Regions from separate parts of the Hordeum vulgare genome. Here region 1 is linked to region 2. A link is a contact called in public Hi-C data. All regions are on one chromosome and are shown on one strand. The core of a region is the stretch at or near the end of the contact, and the rest is flanking DNA. Distances in the headings are between cores, read along the strand shown. Region 1 holds the start of LOC123425451 (probable WRKY transcription factor 4). Region 2 holds the start of LOC123425450 (eukaryotic translation initiation factor 5A-like).

The links. A called contact is a pair of places that touch in the nucleus more often than the background predicts.
Region 1: a Hi-C map of leaf shows a contact between it and region 2, with 4 times the contacts expected there. The contact joins the promoter of LOC123425451 here to the promoter of LOC123425450 in region 2. A contact is called at or near these places in 3 of 6 Hi-C or Micro-C datasets (leaf and seedling).

Annotation. Positions count from the first base shown.
Region 1 is chr2H:118,294,724-118,301,613 of MorexV3_pseudomolecules_assembly, forward strand. It overlaps LOC123425451 (probable WRKY transcription factor 4), which reads left to right and starts at 1,540. Exons shown (of 5, transcript XM_045109157.1): 1 at 1,540-1,807; 2 at 3,236-3,340; 3 at 3,470-4,146; 4 at 4,252-4,368; 5 at 5,057-5,602. The coding sequence starts at 1,625. The coding sequence ends at 5,315.
Region 2 is chr2H:118,150,907-118,158,424 of MorexV3_pseudomolecules_assembly, forward strand. LOC123425450 (eukaryotic translation initiation factor 5A-like) reads left to right here and starts at 3,254. Exons shown (of 6, transcript XM_045109155.1): 1 at 3,254-3,375; 2 at 3,491-3,647; 3 at 4,661-4,783; 4 at 4,865-4,921; 5 at 5,004-5,078; 6 at 6,287-6,725. The coding sequence starts at 3,522. The coding sequence ends at 6,388.

The sequences.
Region 1 (6,890 bases), core at 290-2,789, 140 kb after region 2:
CAGGGGGCGCTCAGGGGGCCCACAAGCTTGTGGGCCGCGGCCTACCCCCTGGCCATGGGGTGGGGGCTTGTGGGGCCCATGAGGCTCCCCTGCCTTGGCTCTCAAGCTTCCCGATCTTCTTCCGTTCCAGAAAAAATCTTTTCGGGGATTTTCTTCCGTTTGGACTCCGTTTCAAAATCTCCTCTGAAAGGGGTCAAAAACATGGAAAAAACAGGAACTGGCACTTGCCACTGAGTTAATAAGTTAGTCCCAAAAATATATAAAAGACATGCAAAACATCCAAAGTTTGACAAGATAATAGCATGAAACCATCAAAAATTATAGATACGTTGGAGATGTATCAGTGGTGGACTCGGCCATGCGTCCATAGTCTTTCAGAATATCACCTGGAGCTCCGTACGCAAGCATCCTCATAGCTGTCGTACACTTTTGGAACGAGATGAATCCAGGTGTGATGGTGCAATCATTTTTGCACTTGAAGTAGGTGTCGAATTTCCTGATAGAATTCACAATCTTGAGGAAGAGCTTCCGGCTCATATGATAACTGCACCGGAATACTTTATCGTCATGCACAGGAACGTCGACGAAGTAGTCGGTGCAGAGCAATAAATAACCTTCCACTTGATGCCTCTGCTTTGCCTTCAGTCGGCCCGGCGCCAAGCCACCTCGCCGCGACTTTGCATTGCTCGCGAACAGGTCGGCCAGAGCGGCGAGGACCATGAGGTACTCTTCATCTTGGGCGTCGTCATCAGCTTCCTCCTCCAGTAGCCCCATGAACGCCTCCTCCTCGTCGGAGTCCATCGCCCAGGCAAATCGTCGAATACCTGATGGGTGTGACGGATGCGCAGCCGCGTACGTGCCCAGAGCGCCGAGAAAACTCGCCAAGAAGCAGGGAGGGGGCGAAGCCGCGGCGAACCCTACATCCGTCCATTAGGAGATGGCCTTCGTAGCGACGGTAGGCAGGTGGGCCGCGTCGGAATCAGCATGGTGGCGAAAGGTGTCGTGTGCGAGGGGCGGATCCGGAGAAGAAAAAGCCTTTTTTGCCTGACAGGGCCGATGCGTTGTTTTTCCTTTCGTCGGTGTCTCCGGCGCATTGATCTCGGGCTGGGACCGTCGATGTCAATATCTACCATTATCGACGAAAAATCGATTCCTGAATATACGAGTGGATTATTTTTTCTTGACCGATGAAAACAGATGATGTGAAAAGGACGTGTTGGGGACGCGGCTCAAGATGCTCTTAAGTGACGGATATCTGGATTGGCCCGTCTGTTCGGCCGGGTTACCATGTTTAGAACGAGTGAACAAATATCTCCGTTACTGTTTCGGAAAGTATCCGGGCTGGTTCTCCTTCCGTCCCCTGCCTGGCCCTGGCGGGAGCGGCGAATCCGCGGGCTTCCGCCGGGCCCTGGACGTAGCAGCTGGAGCCACCAATCATTCAGCGCCCTCCGTGCGTTTTTTGTTGCCTCGCCCACTCGCATCGCACACACGCGCTCCCGGGGAATAAATACTGGGCTACTTGGCGTTGGCGACCAATCTGACAGCAGAAAGCATCCATCCATCCACCTCCCCTCCTCCCTCCCTCCATCCAGCTCGCTCGTTGCCGGCGCGCGCGTGCTCGCCCATGGCGGCCGGCCAGTGGTCGGCCATCGGCGACGGCGGCGGCCTCTGGTCCCCGCAGGCGCTCGAGAGCCTCTTCCCCGACGAGCAGCCGGCGGCGGCGCAGCTGGGCTTCTTCGGGGGGTCCCTCGCGCAGCTCGCTCCCCCTCCGCCGCTCTGCGCCATCGCGCTCCTCGGGTACCCCCAGGTACCGGCGATCGATCTCATCTCACCTCCGTCCCCTCCCTAATCGCACGCTCGCTCGCTCGCTGCTGCCGTCCTGTTTGATTGATTAATATGTAATCCTACTAGTACGTACTCCATCTGTGGCAAGTACGTACAACACAATTAGTAATTACTGGTAGCAGTACAGATACTGAATCGGGCATGAACAGGGTAGATTTTCCTCTGTATTCGTGGCCAATCCAGCACCCTCCGCATTGCTATTTTTAGGCCGCGGGATCGGGATTTCCGCGGACTGCCGCTGGCGCCCCTTGGAATTAATTGGCCCTGGGGGGGCCCAGCCCAAGGGGACCAGCCTCTCCCCGGACGAATGGCCTGCATTGCACGTTCGTCAAATTAATCGCGGGTCGGCCTCGCTCCGTGCACTGGTAGTAACTGTCAAGGTCGCCGATGTGTGCCTTCTGCCTTGCCGACAGCTGCACATGACGTGCTGGGCGCGCCCCGATTTCTTTCACGTGCTAACAGGTCGAATTAGACAAGCTAATTGTCGCAATCTACAAGGACGCACTAGTGGGCGGGCGATCTTTTAAAGAACCGGATGTTTATTGCGTGTTCTTGAAATGGTGGAGTAGATTTGTGATCTGTTAGTAGTTAGAGCATCATCCCTTGACCGCAATCAAACCATGGTTTACGGAGTAGTATAGTCAACAATCAGCTATATGGAGTTGCCATAGTCGACCTAACAGCCAACATGTATTGTACTGCTTGCTCATGATCAAGAAAAAACCGATACTTTCGGCAACCAGTGTACCCGTATCGGATACTGATTTTTTGCCCCCGATACCTCTCGGACTCTAGCAGTGCCGGTGGTGGGCGCCTTTCCCCGGTGCTCCCGGCTCCCCTTCCCCCCACTATCATACAGAATTCTCTCTAATGGAAGGCTGCTGATACCCTCCTCCTCCTCCCCCCTTTCTCTTTAACTGAACTTTTATGTTTGGTGAACAAGTTGGCTGTTGGTTCTTGCTTTTGTTGGAACCATGGATGAGAAGATACTCCCTCCGTAAAGAAATATAAGAGCGTAGAAGATAATGGACTACACCGACTAAATATGTGCTAAATGGCTTGATGCTTATTGATAGCATATTTTTTATATTATTTTTCAAAAATAGTCAAACGTATCCCTCGTATTGACACTTTTCAGATATGACGTATTTATGTATCACTATCACCCCGATACTGATATGTGTATCCATATAGGTGCAATCTAGCTCATGATGCTTGTTTTTTTTTTGCGAGAGATGATGCTTGACCAGATTCCAATGCATCAATATTTGCCCAAGACCACATCAATACACACTTTTCCTATGCTATGTCGTACATCTTTTTAGTTAATATTGCAATAGTACTCCTATGTTTTATTAAAAATGGTATTTATATTTTTCATCTTTTGCAGGATAACTTTGATGTGTTCAATGAACAAGACCTAGCACAGGTGGCAGCACAGGTAGCTCAAAAGAAGGAGTTGCAGGAAAAACAAGCGGCGTTATTACATCCGAAGGTTGCACCTCAACTAGCTTTTCCTAAATACAGTATACTTGATCGAGTGGACAATTCTTCTTCTTTCAAACCGGCAACTTCAGTACTGACACCTCAGCATGTCACTTCTGTAATCGCGGCATCCATGCAGGGTATGTCGACTTTGCCATCACATACTGGTAGTGGTAGTATGAACACTGGACCAACTGGAATTCTACAAGTGCTCCAAGGTTCATCCACCACTCTGGACAGTATCAACACTGGATCAGCTGGAGTTCTACAAGTGCTCCAAGGTTCATCCACCACTCTGGACAGTATCAACACTGGATCAGCTGGATTTCTGGAAGCACTCCAAGGTTCTTCCATCACTCTGGATAAACCTGCTGATGATGGCTACAATTGGCGTAAATATGGACAGAAGGCAGTCAAGGGCGGGAAGTGTCCAAGGAGCTATTACAAATGTACCCTGAACTGCCCGGTCAGAAAAAATGTGGAGCACTCTGCAGATGGACGAATTATTAAAATAGTTTATAGAGGTCAGCACTGTCATGAACCTCCCTCAAAGAGGTTTAAAGATTGTGGTGATTTATTGAACGAGTTAGATGAACTCAATGATGCCGAGGAACCTTCAACCAGATCACTATTAGGTTGTCAAGGTTATTATGGAAAACCAAAACCTATAACGCCAAATGGCACGATGGTGGATGGTTTATTGCCAACGAAGGAAGAGGGAGATGAGCAATTATCTAGTTTAAGTGATATCCGGGAAGATGATGGTGAAATAAGAACTGTTGATGGAGATGTTGGTGATGCCGATGCAAATGAAAGGTATTTCCTACAGCTGAACATGAACTCCCTACTTGGAACTTTGCTAAGTTCATCCACTTCCTAATTAGCATCTTTAAGCTTACTATTATTATTTCCATGAGGCAGGAATGCACCAGGTCAAAAAATTATTGTGAGTACAACAAGCGATGTTGATCTTTTGGACGATGGCTATAGGTGGCGCAAGTATGGACAGAAAGTGGTGAGAGGAAATCCTCACCCAAGGTAAGGCCATTATCCCTTTTTATTTTTTAAATTTGAAGTTTCTTATTTATCATTTTATCTTGGAAAAATGTGTCCTAACTGCCTTGAATACTAATTAGTTAATGTTGAAGCCTGTGGAGTTTGTTGGCATCAACTTGATATTTGTTATTGACAACTACGCATGGCTCACTTGCACTTGCGCAGGCATGGGACTTTTTTTGTCTTGCAGCAATGCATGAAAAAAGCTTTACATTCGCATTCAAGAGAAATATACACGTGACAAGCTTAAAAAGCACGACTGTTACTGCTTGTTAATGACAGCCAATATCCATCCTCTGTACAATTGGCCATGGAATCATTTGGCAAAGAATCCATGCCTTGCCTATCTTATAATTCAACTGATATGAAGATCCTGCTGCTGATCTAAGTAGAATCTGTAACTGCTGCTCTGGTTTATTTGAATGAGTACACATTTGACTGCATCATAGATAGTTGGTCAAATAAGGAATATGTTTCTTCTTTTATTCTCAGTGTGGCGACGAACAATCTGCACGCTTATCAATTGTTTGTTTGGTGATGCACCTTCTGTTATTTTTCACTAGAGCCAGCTGGCATAGAGAATGTACTCCTAATTGAAAAACTGTATCCTCATAGAGTTTTTGAGATCTAAGAAATCCACGAACCTGAGTTCCGTACTCTGTCCATGTAGGAGCTATTACAAGTGCACTTACCAAGGCTGCGACGTCAAGAAGCATGTCGAGAGATCTTCCCAGGAACCACATGCTGTGATAACTACATACGAAGGGAAGCATACCCATGACGTGCCTGAGTCTAGGAACAGAAGCCAGGCCACAGGTTCACACCACTGCAAAGAGCAGACTTATTCAGAACAACCAGCTGCTAGCTTCTGCAGTAGCTCGGAAAAAAGAAAATACGGAACGGTCATTCTGAACGATCTCGCTTTCTAGTGTAATCTTTCGGTGGTTCGTGCAAGAAAGAAACACGATTCGATTGGTTCTTCGATGACGCGCCGTTGCTGCCCATGCTCTGTTTTGCTGCAACTGTTGTATATTCTCCACTCCGGTTGTGAGTCTTGCATTCCTTGCTTCAAGTGCTATTGCAATAGGATATGCATAAGTTGTAACTGTTGAACATGATGATTGTCCATTGTTGGTTAAAACCTTCCAGTTGAACCAGCATGACTGCGATTCAGGTGCACATATTTTCTGTTGAGAACTTGGATATTTCAGTGAAACAGCACAAGGCAATGATCGCGTGTTAACCTAACTGCAATTTGAAGTGCAGTTTGTTAAGATGTTACTGTGACTGACAGTGATTAAAAAAAAGTTGTGTTTCTGAAAACTAATATGTATGTATACCGGAAGTCATTTAACAGAATAATTGAAATCTATGTGGTTGTCATAATTTCTGTTCTGCCCTGGCACATTATTGGCAAGAAAATAAAATGAAATACAGGTTCTTTTTTTTTAGACAAACTCACAAAGCTTTATTCAACCGTCACTAGATTTACAGGGACGAAATTCAAATTTCCGGGCAGTCTTAACCAAACATGGCGACCAAACCCGAGAGCTAAGGCGTGCTTCGCAAGATTGTGAACCTCCACATTGGAGGTTCTAAATTCACGACTAACCAAACAAGAAGGGAAAACTACAGAATGTTCTATCATTTCATGAACCACAACCCCATATTGCGCCGATGTGCCATTCTTGATTGCATCCACAGCCACCTTGCAGTCGGACGCTACTGATATTTTTTGCAGGTATAGATCCTCGATAACCAGATAGCCCAGAGCGTGACAACCATATTGTTTGGAAAATACCTTCATGTATGACTTTCCGCCGTGACAACCAGATAGCCCAGAGCGTGACAACGGCGACAAGCTCACCATTAGGAAGTGATTCAAATATAGAAAAAAAAATCTTTGCATTGTCGTCTCGATTCATAGACATGTGTTGAACCATCTCCTACTTTACCAACGCCCATGTGCTCCTAGACATTGTACAGTCCAGCAGAGAGTGTCGCTAGTTATCCTGCGCCCCACAAACTTCACACACGTCGGATACAGCCATATTTCTGTGTTGCAGGACATCACCTGTGGCTAGTGAATGTTGAGGGAGCCTCCACGTGAAAACTTACAATTTTGAAGTCACCTGCAGTTTCCACAGAGACCTCCAACTCTTCATCTCGCCCTACAGATCCGAAGTGTGCTCATCTTCTTCTATCCATGCTTCTCTACCCATCTTAATACGGTAAGTCATCTTATATGCCGATCGCACTGAGAAGCGACCTCGAGGATCCTCAGACCAAGCCCAAAAGTCATCCACCTGTCTAGTGCAAAGCGGAATTCTCAGGATAGCCTCCGCATCCACAGGCACAAAAACCTGTCTGGTCACATCTTCTCTCCAAGATGTTGAGGAGGGTTCAATTAAATCTACGACAAGCTGTGGTGGGTTCGGTACCAGAGAAACAAGAGGCCTCATCATGCCTGCCCGGGGGATCCAATTGTGTTGCCATACATGTGT
Region 2 (7,518 bases), core at 2,004-4,503:
CGGGGTCGGCCGAAGGAGAGGAAGGAGCCGGAGGAGGGGGCCGACCGGTGGGGAGCCGGTGGTGCGGCGGTTGGAGGCGGCCGGAACGGGCCGGAGGAGGGCCGGAGGGGAAGGGCTTGTTCGGTCGGAGGCGGGCCGGAGGAGGAGGGGCCGCCGGAGGGCCGGCCAGCGAGGGGCTCGGCCGGTGGGGGGCTCGACCCGTGCGAGGCGGACGGAGGAGGGCCTGGTGGCGCGAGAGGCGATGGGGATCTGGGAGGCGCTGGGGGTGGGTGAACGAGGGGAGGGAAACCAGGGGAGGCGAGGTGGGGGGCTCGATGGTGGGTGGTGGCAATGGGGGATGCGAGGCGAGCGAGGGAGGCACGCTGAGGGAGGTTCCCCTCGTGGGGATGGGTGGGTTCGACGGGTGAGTGGGGGTTGGTGGGCAGCGCTGCGGGGTGGAGTGGCGGCATAGGTGGGAGGGAGTTGGAGTGGGGCTAGGTTTGGGGGGTTTTATACCCCCGAGGGTATGGTGGGCTGGGTGGCCGGCTGGGCTGGTTGGCCCAGTTGGGCCGTTTTTTTTCTTTTATTTATTTACATTTTTAGTTTATTTTAACCCTTTTGTTTAGTTATATCTTTTACTCTTTACTTCATTTTAGTTTTAGAAAATATTAATCATTATTCATTTGCTACAACTGGAACGTTTTAGTTTTGATAATTGGGGACTTCTATTGTTTTACTTTATTTTAAAATTTTAATTTGCATTGGTTTGAAACTACGCGAGATTAACAATAGTAATCCCGGCGACGTGGCATCATTAGTATAAGATTATTGTAGCTTAATTACAGAAATTACTCTAACAAAAGCTGTGGATGTCACAGTCTCCTACGCGACTGGTCGCGACCGTTCGTCAGCTTCCTCTACATCTGTGTCGCCTTCGTCATCACCATGTCCACCGACGTCGATCATGCCACCGTCAAGAAGTTCCAAACTAAGAAGAAGACCATCGAGGACGTTGCTGCCATCGCCGCGGCCTCTACATGGCCGATTGGTGGGTATAACTTGTCTATATCGCTACTATTGATTTCTGTTTTAGCTATGCTAGCATTATACGTAGATATATCTGCTGTTAACGTAGTGTATTCTTGCGTGATCAAATATCAACTTTAATTTTATTAATGTTATGCTAATGATTTACTCGTCGATTAATTTAATAAAAAATACCTATTTATTACTCCCTTTGTAAACTAATATAAAAACGTCTGGATCATCCAACGCCACGCGTGTGGGAGTTAAGGGGTGTTGCCCACACATCCCGTGTGGTGTGTAAGAGAAACAACCCATACGCTCCCATGTGGGCAAAACAGCTAACGCCCACACCGCATGCATGCATGTGGGTATATTTTTGGATTTTTGGTTTTTAAAATGTTTTATCTTATAAATAAAAAATCCGATTAAAGATCCGTTTTCACCATTAAATCCATCGCGACGAGATCTTCGAAACTAGATCTCATATCAATATGTTTCGATGATTTTTTCGGGCAACAATTGTCATGATGTTACACTGTAGTTGCCATGGTGTTTACGCTAAAGTTGTTATGATATGTTTCACCTATTTTTTCTTCTGCATTTAAAACTAAATTTTGACATATTCTAAAACAGGGAATTAAGAAACAAAGACTTGCCATGAACAATAAACTAAAATTACCATGATGAAAAAAATTGTTATGGTGAATTAATAAAAATTGCCGTCAAAAATAGTTAAAAAAATAGCGATAGCTTTAAATCTAAAAGAAAAAAATAGGTAGAACATGTCATGACAACTTTAGTGTAAACATTATGGCAACTAGAATATAAACATCATGACAACTTTTGGTCAATTTGTTTTTCATCGATCATGGTTAAAATTCTAAAATTGCCATGATCTATAAACTCAATTTGCCGTGATGGATTACTAAAAATTGCCATGATCCATACATTAAATTTGCCGTGGTTAATTACTAAAAATTATCATGGTTAATTAATAAAAAATTGTCGTAAAAAATAGTTGAAAATATAACGATAGCTTTAAATCTAGAAGAAAAAATAGATAAAATATGTCATGAGAAGTGTGGTGTAAACACTATGACAACTACACTGTAACATCATGGCGACTGTTGACTGATTTTTTTTCCATCAAAATATATCAACATGATATCTTTTAAAGATCATGTCGAGACGGATTTAATGTTAAAAACAGATTTTTAATTAGAAAATAAACCATTTTAAAGCCAAAAATCAAAAAGATTCCTCCTAAAAAAACGGGCGTGTGGGCGAAGTGGCTAAATACCCACACACGAGCTCAGTTCTACATGGCCTAAAAAGAATGCCAAAAATGCCAAAATTAATGCAAAGCATAAATGAACGCAGATCAATGCGTGTGGACGTTATCTTTTCCCCCTTTTTATATTAACTTACGAAGAAAGTACTCCCTCCGTCACGGTTTAAAAGGCGTGTTTGAAAATTCTATTGAACCTACGTGGCTATTGAGTGGCTGTGAGATGGGGTAAAAAATAACATTCACACTACACATGCATATAAAAGTACTTTCTCCGTCACAGTTTAGAAGGCATGTACGTGTACCTCGATCGTCAATTTAACTTATATAAAATATATTGTTTAACATAAAAATTATATCATTAGAAAATAGAACATCTAAAGTTTCTAATGATACATTTTTTGTTATATATGTCTCTTATTAAATTAATCAAATTGATGATCTAAATACGTGTGCCGGACTTGAAGTACTAATTAACTGTTAGAAGTGAATGCAATGAGTCTTAAACCTTGTCTATTATGAAAATGCACATAAATTTAATTGTGCCTTTTAAACAGAGGTAATACTAAGCAAATAGGCAATTCAACACAACAGTCATCCCAATATAGTGCACCGTGACGTCCTCGCAAGGAATCCCTATCCTATCGGAATCAGATATTTGACTTGAGTTTTCTGATCACCGATCAGCGAAAAGAAGCCATAGAAAGGCAGAAGAAAAGAACAGAGAGAAAGATGCTCGAGCCGCCCCATGGCGTGGTTCGAACGCGAAGAGATGCCCTGCCTTCCGCAGCCGTACACCTGTTGCCACCCCCCCCGACCAAACCGACGGCCCCGATCTCTCCCTCCACCCATCGACAAAAGCCCCTCTTCCGCCGAGATGCGGGCCCGCACCTTCTCCGGCCCCACCGTCATCCTCACAGGTCGGTCCAATCAGCAGAGGTAGGCAGGTGGGTGTGGCCGGAGCACGCGCTGTTAGCGCTATAAATGCGCTCGAACCCTAGGATTCGGCGCGAGCTTATCACTTATCATCATCAGCGCCCCTCCCTCTCTCCTCCTCGCGCGTCGTGATCCATCCAGCCCAGGTGAACTCGCGGGATTCAGTTCCTATTCTGGCAGTTCGGGTGTCATAGTGGCCAAGGATTCTTTGATTTGGAGCTTCGAAGCCTTAATCTCGTTGCTTGGATTTGGTTTGTTCAGGGGGAGTAGCTAATTAGTAACTAAGGTCGCCATGTCGGACTCCGAGGACCACCAGTTCGAGTCCAAGGCCGATGCCGGGGCGTCCAAGACCTACCCTATGCAGGCCGGCGCCATCCGGAAGGGCGGCTACCTCGTCATCAAGAACCGCCCCTGCAAGGTACGTATTTGCCTCTGATCCCGGTTGGATGGTTTGTTTGTGTGTGATCGGAAATTCCGATGCTGTTGTTCATGGCCGCCGTGCTATGATGGAATACTGATGTTGTTATCCCCGGATGCTGCTATTTTCTGTTTGAGAGTTGTCGTAGGATGGATTCCGTATCACTGTGGATTGACTGATTGGCAGTATATAAGCCCAAGGAAAAGGGTGGAGTTGTTATTTATAGGGGAGGGGAGCTATTTTGACCATGTACTGTGCACGATTAATTAGGAGGGGCTTGAAACAGGGGAAGACGTGGCTAGATGATATCCAAACAGAAGTCATGTGATGGGATATTATACAACTAAAATTGCTAACGTCCATTATTCCTGTAATATTAATAATATTTTCCTAGTATTTTGTGGGGTACAATGAAATACTCCTTCCGTCCCAAAATAAGTGTCTCAACGAACTAAAGTTGAGACACTTATTTTGGGACGGAGGGAGTAGTTTGGTAACCAAAAAGGGATTTCCACTCAGGCTATTTAAACTATATATCTGTACAGTCGGTGATTTAGCTATAACACGTCGGAAAATTAAGATTGGAATCGAAGTGTAATAGGCACTGTCGACATGTTTGGATTGAATATGATTGAGATTTAAAGCTTCCTGCATGTACATAGACCTACTGGAGGAAGCAATACCTTTCTTTCTCAATCTTTTGCCTTGACTTCTCCAAAGAAATCCTCGATCATAAATTTGTTCTGTTTCTTGAAATTCGGAAGGGACAAACAGTTAATTGACTCAAAAGCTAAAACTAATTTATCCATGTTTATCTAGCATGTTGTGCACTATGTGAGGTACTCATGGTGATTGTTGTTCTTACCTTTTTAGTACACATCTCTCCACCTGTTCTTTCCTGTAAGTTCTTATCGCTATCACTGTGATTAGACAGTATCAAGGCTTATGCCTGCAATTATGTGGTGCTTTTTTCCCATTGATTTTCGAGTCTCTTATGTGATTTTGTGCTACAGGTGGTGGAGGTTTCTACCTCAAAGACTGGAAAGCACGGTCATGCTAAATGCCACTTTGTTGCCTTAGATATATTCAATGGTAAAAAGCTTGAGGACATTGTTCCTTCATCCCACAACTGCGATGTAAGTTTATTTATGAATGTTTAAGTCAGAACTTTGGTTGGTTCTGTTTTACAAATAAACTCATTATTCTATATTTTTCAGGTGCCACATGTAGACCGTACTGAGTATCAGCTGATTGACATATCAGAGGATGGATTTGTACGTTCTGTTATAATCAAGAAAAATGAATTTTATTGTGCATTGTTGTTGGCTTCGATACTTACTATATTATTTGTTTTAGGTGAGCCTTCTTACTGAGAATGGTAGCACTAAGGATGATCTTAAACTCCCAACTGATGATGCTATCCTGACCCAGGTTTGATTGACAATCTTTAAGCATTTTGTTCTTATTTTTGCATGTGTATATTCGTGGTAAGGACATGTCCTTACTCATTTGTTAGGTTCTTTATGCTATCTTTTTTGCTTGATACGAGTTATATCACCACTTATATTCTGTTAGTTCTCTCTATACTCCAAAATATCCTGAGTGGTGTTGACATTTCTGATCTTAGTTATCAGTTTTATTTGGAATTTATTTTAGGCGTAATAATAAGCCATATCTATGATTGCTATCTTCTGTATTTGAGAACCTGTTTGGTTGGTGACTAATTTTGCTACACTTGCCTTACTTTACGTGTTATTAAAATTCTTGGCCACACTTTTGGTTTGCCTAAGGAAATCTTCCCACAGTTTTTGTGTGTATAACATGTGGGACTTATTTCTCAAATAAAGAATCTTGCCTTAGGTGTGGCTAGAACCAGACACACACCTAACTTTATTAAACTTGCCTAACTTGAGATGTTGAATCTTGCCTTATGCGGGTATCTCAATTTATTGATTTCATGTTTATCTGGATGGTAGGAACTTTTAGACAGTTCACACTTGTGAAATAGCTGGCGTAAGAACTAGAGGAAATCTAGACGTTTACTCTTCCCACCTAACTTTATCATCTGTTTTCCTTTCTTCTGGTTTTGAAAAGCCGATACTTCATTCATTCTTCTCCATGACCCTACATGGTTGCTGTATGCATATAAGCCAGTACCCACACTAAAATGTTGCATCTGAGTCTTTCTTGATTTTTTCTCTCTTTTTTTTTGGCGTAACGCGTTTTGCATTCTCTCTCTTCAGTATGTTTGTAAAGTATGAAGCGCATAGATGAATAAAACTCCAATGTTTAGAAATGTTCTTGGCTTCTTGCCGTTTCCTTTCCACCTCTGTTGTGTTGCCTAGTTTACTTTCACTTCATCGTTTATGCATCTCGATCTGCTTGCCATCCATCTTCCTCGACGTCTGAATTTTTCTGTTGAATTGCACTGTAACCGTGATTACTTTTGTTACTTTATCATTTATGCATTGTAACCACATATATGCCTTAGACATTACTAGTAAGTACGTACTCCCTCTGTAAACTAATGTAAGTAGTGATCTAAACACTCTTACATTAATTTATGAGGGGGGTACTTCTTATGAGGTAAGAATGTCCAAATTGATGACCTCATAAATCTGCTTGGCCATTCAATTCAGCTCAAGGATGGATTTGCTGAGGGGAAGGATTTGGCGCTGACTGTCATGTCGGCCATGGGGGAGGAGCAGATCTGCGCAGTCAAGGACGTCGGCCCCAGGTAACTTCCTCGGAGCGAAGGGGCCAAGATAAACTGAGTGATCCATTATCTGTCAAATTTAAGCTAAAGAAAGACGAAGTATTAAAGAAGGAACTCTATCGAGTGAGACATTCACCTAAGCCGGAGTCAAGTGCAGTGATTGCTGGGTGTAGCACATCTGCTTACCACTACCTATCATCCGTAACATTTGGGACCCTTGTGTTTCCTATGGTTTTATATATGTACTTGGTGTCAATAATTGATTGATCTGGGACGGTGCAAACTGTATGCCAGAAACGCCTGGCCATTATTATTGTGGATTTCATCATAGTATAAGGGTGGGGTGCTCCATTTCTCGTAAATCGTTTTTGAAGTTATTATAGATTAGATCTAACCACTATTTTTCTTTTTAAAAAACTAAGCACTAAACTTCATGCCAATCTTGTTTTTGAAATTTGTTCTTCGAATAACTGTTCGTTTGTAGGCTTAACTGATTTTTTTCTCTTGGTATAACAAACTGTTAGGCATAACTAACAGCCATGCTCAACAGTTCAGACCGCAATTTGCGCGGTTGTCGCAGTAATCCTGCCTAGCATGCTGCAACTTGCGAGTTTGGTGATGGAGACCTAAGGATGGGAAGCAGCACCGGACACGCACGGCCGGCGTATGTTAGAGCAACTCTAATAGGGTCGCCGGCGTATGTTAGAGCAACTCTAATGGGGTGATCCATTTCATCAGTCGTCGTTTGTTTGGGTCGACGCGAATAAAAATGATGGCCCAAGGTGTCGACCCATTTTAAAAACATGTTCGCTCTACGTCCGCGTTGACCCATTGATGACCCAAATTTGAGCCTGAAATGCGTCGGCACGGACGTGAAGCAAACACGCGTGCCCTCTCGATGTCCGTCCCCAACCACCGTGGTCAACATTATTTATGAGGGCCGCCATCTTCGGACCCACGCGTCAGCGACCGTGGTTGTTTTTTTAATCCGAGCGTGCGGTGGGTTCCGCCATCTGCTTCGAGAACCCCGTCCGTCCACATCCCGCCACCTCCTCTATCACCATGGCTGGCGGCTTCCCAAACAAGGGCAAGGCCCCGCTCTACCCCCGAACCATCTCCTCGCCGCCATCGTGTTAGCGTCCCTGTGCACCAAGC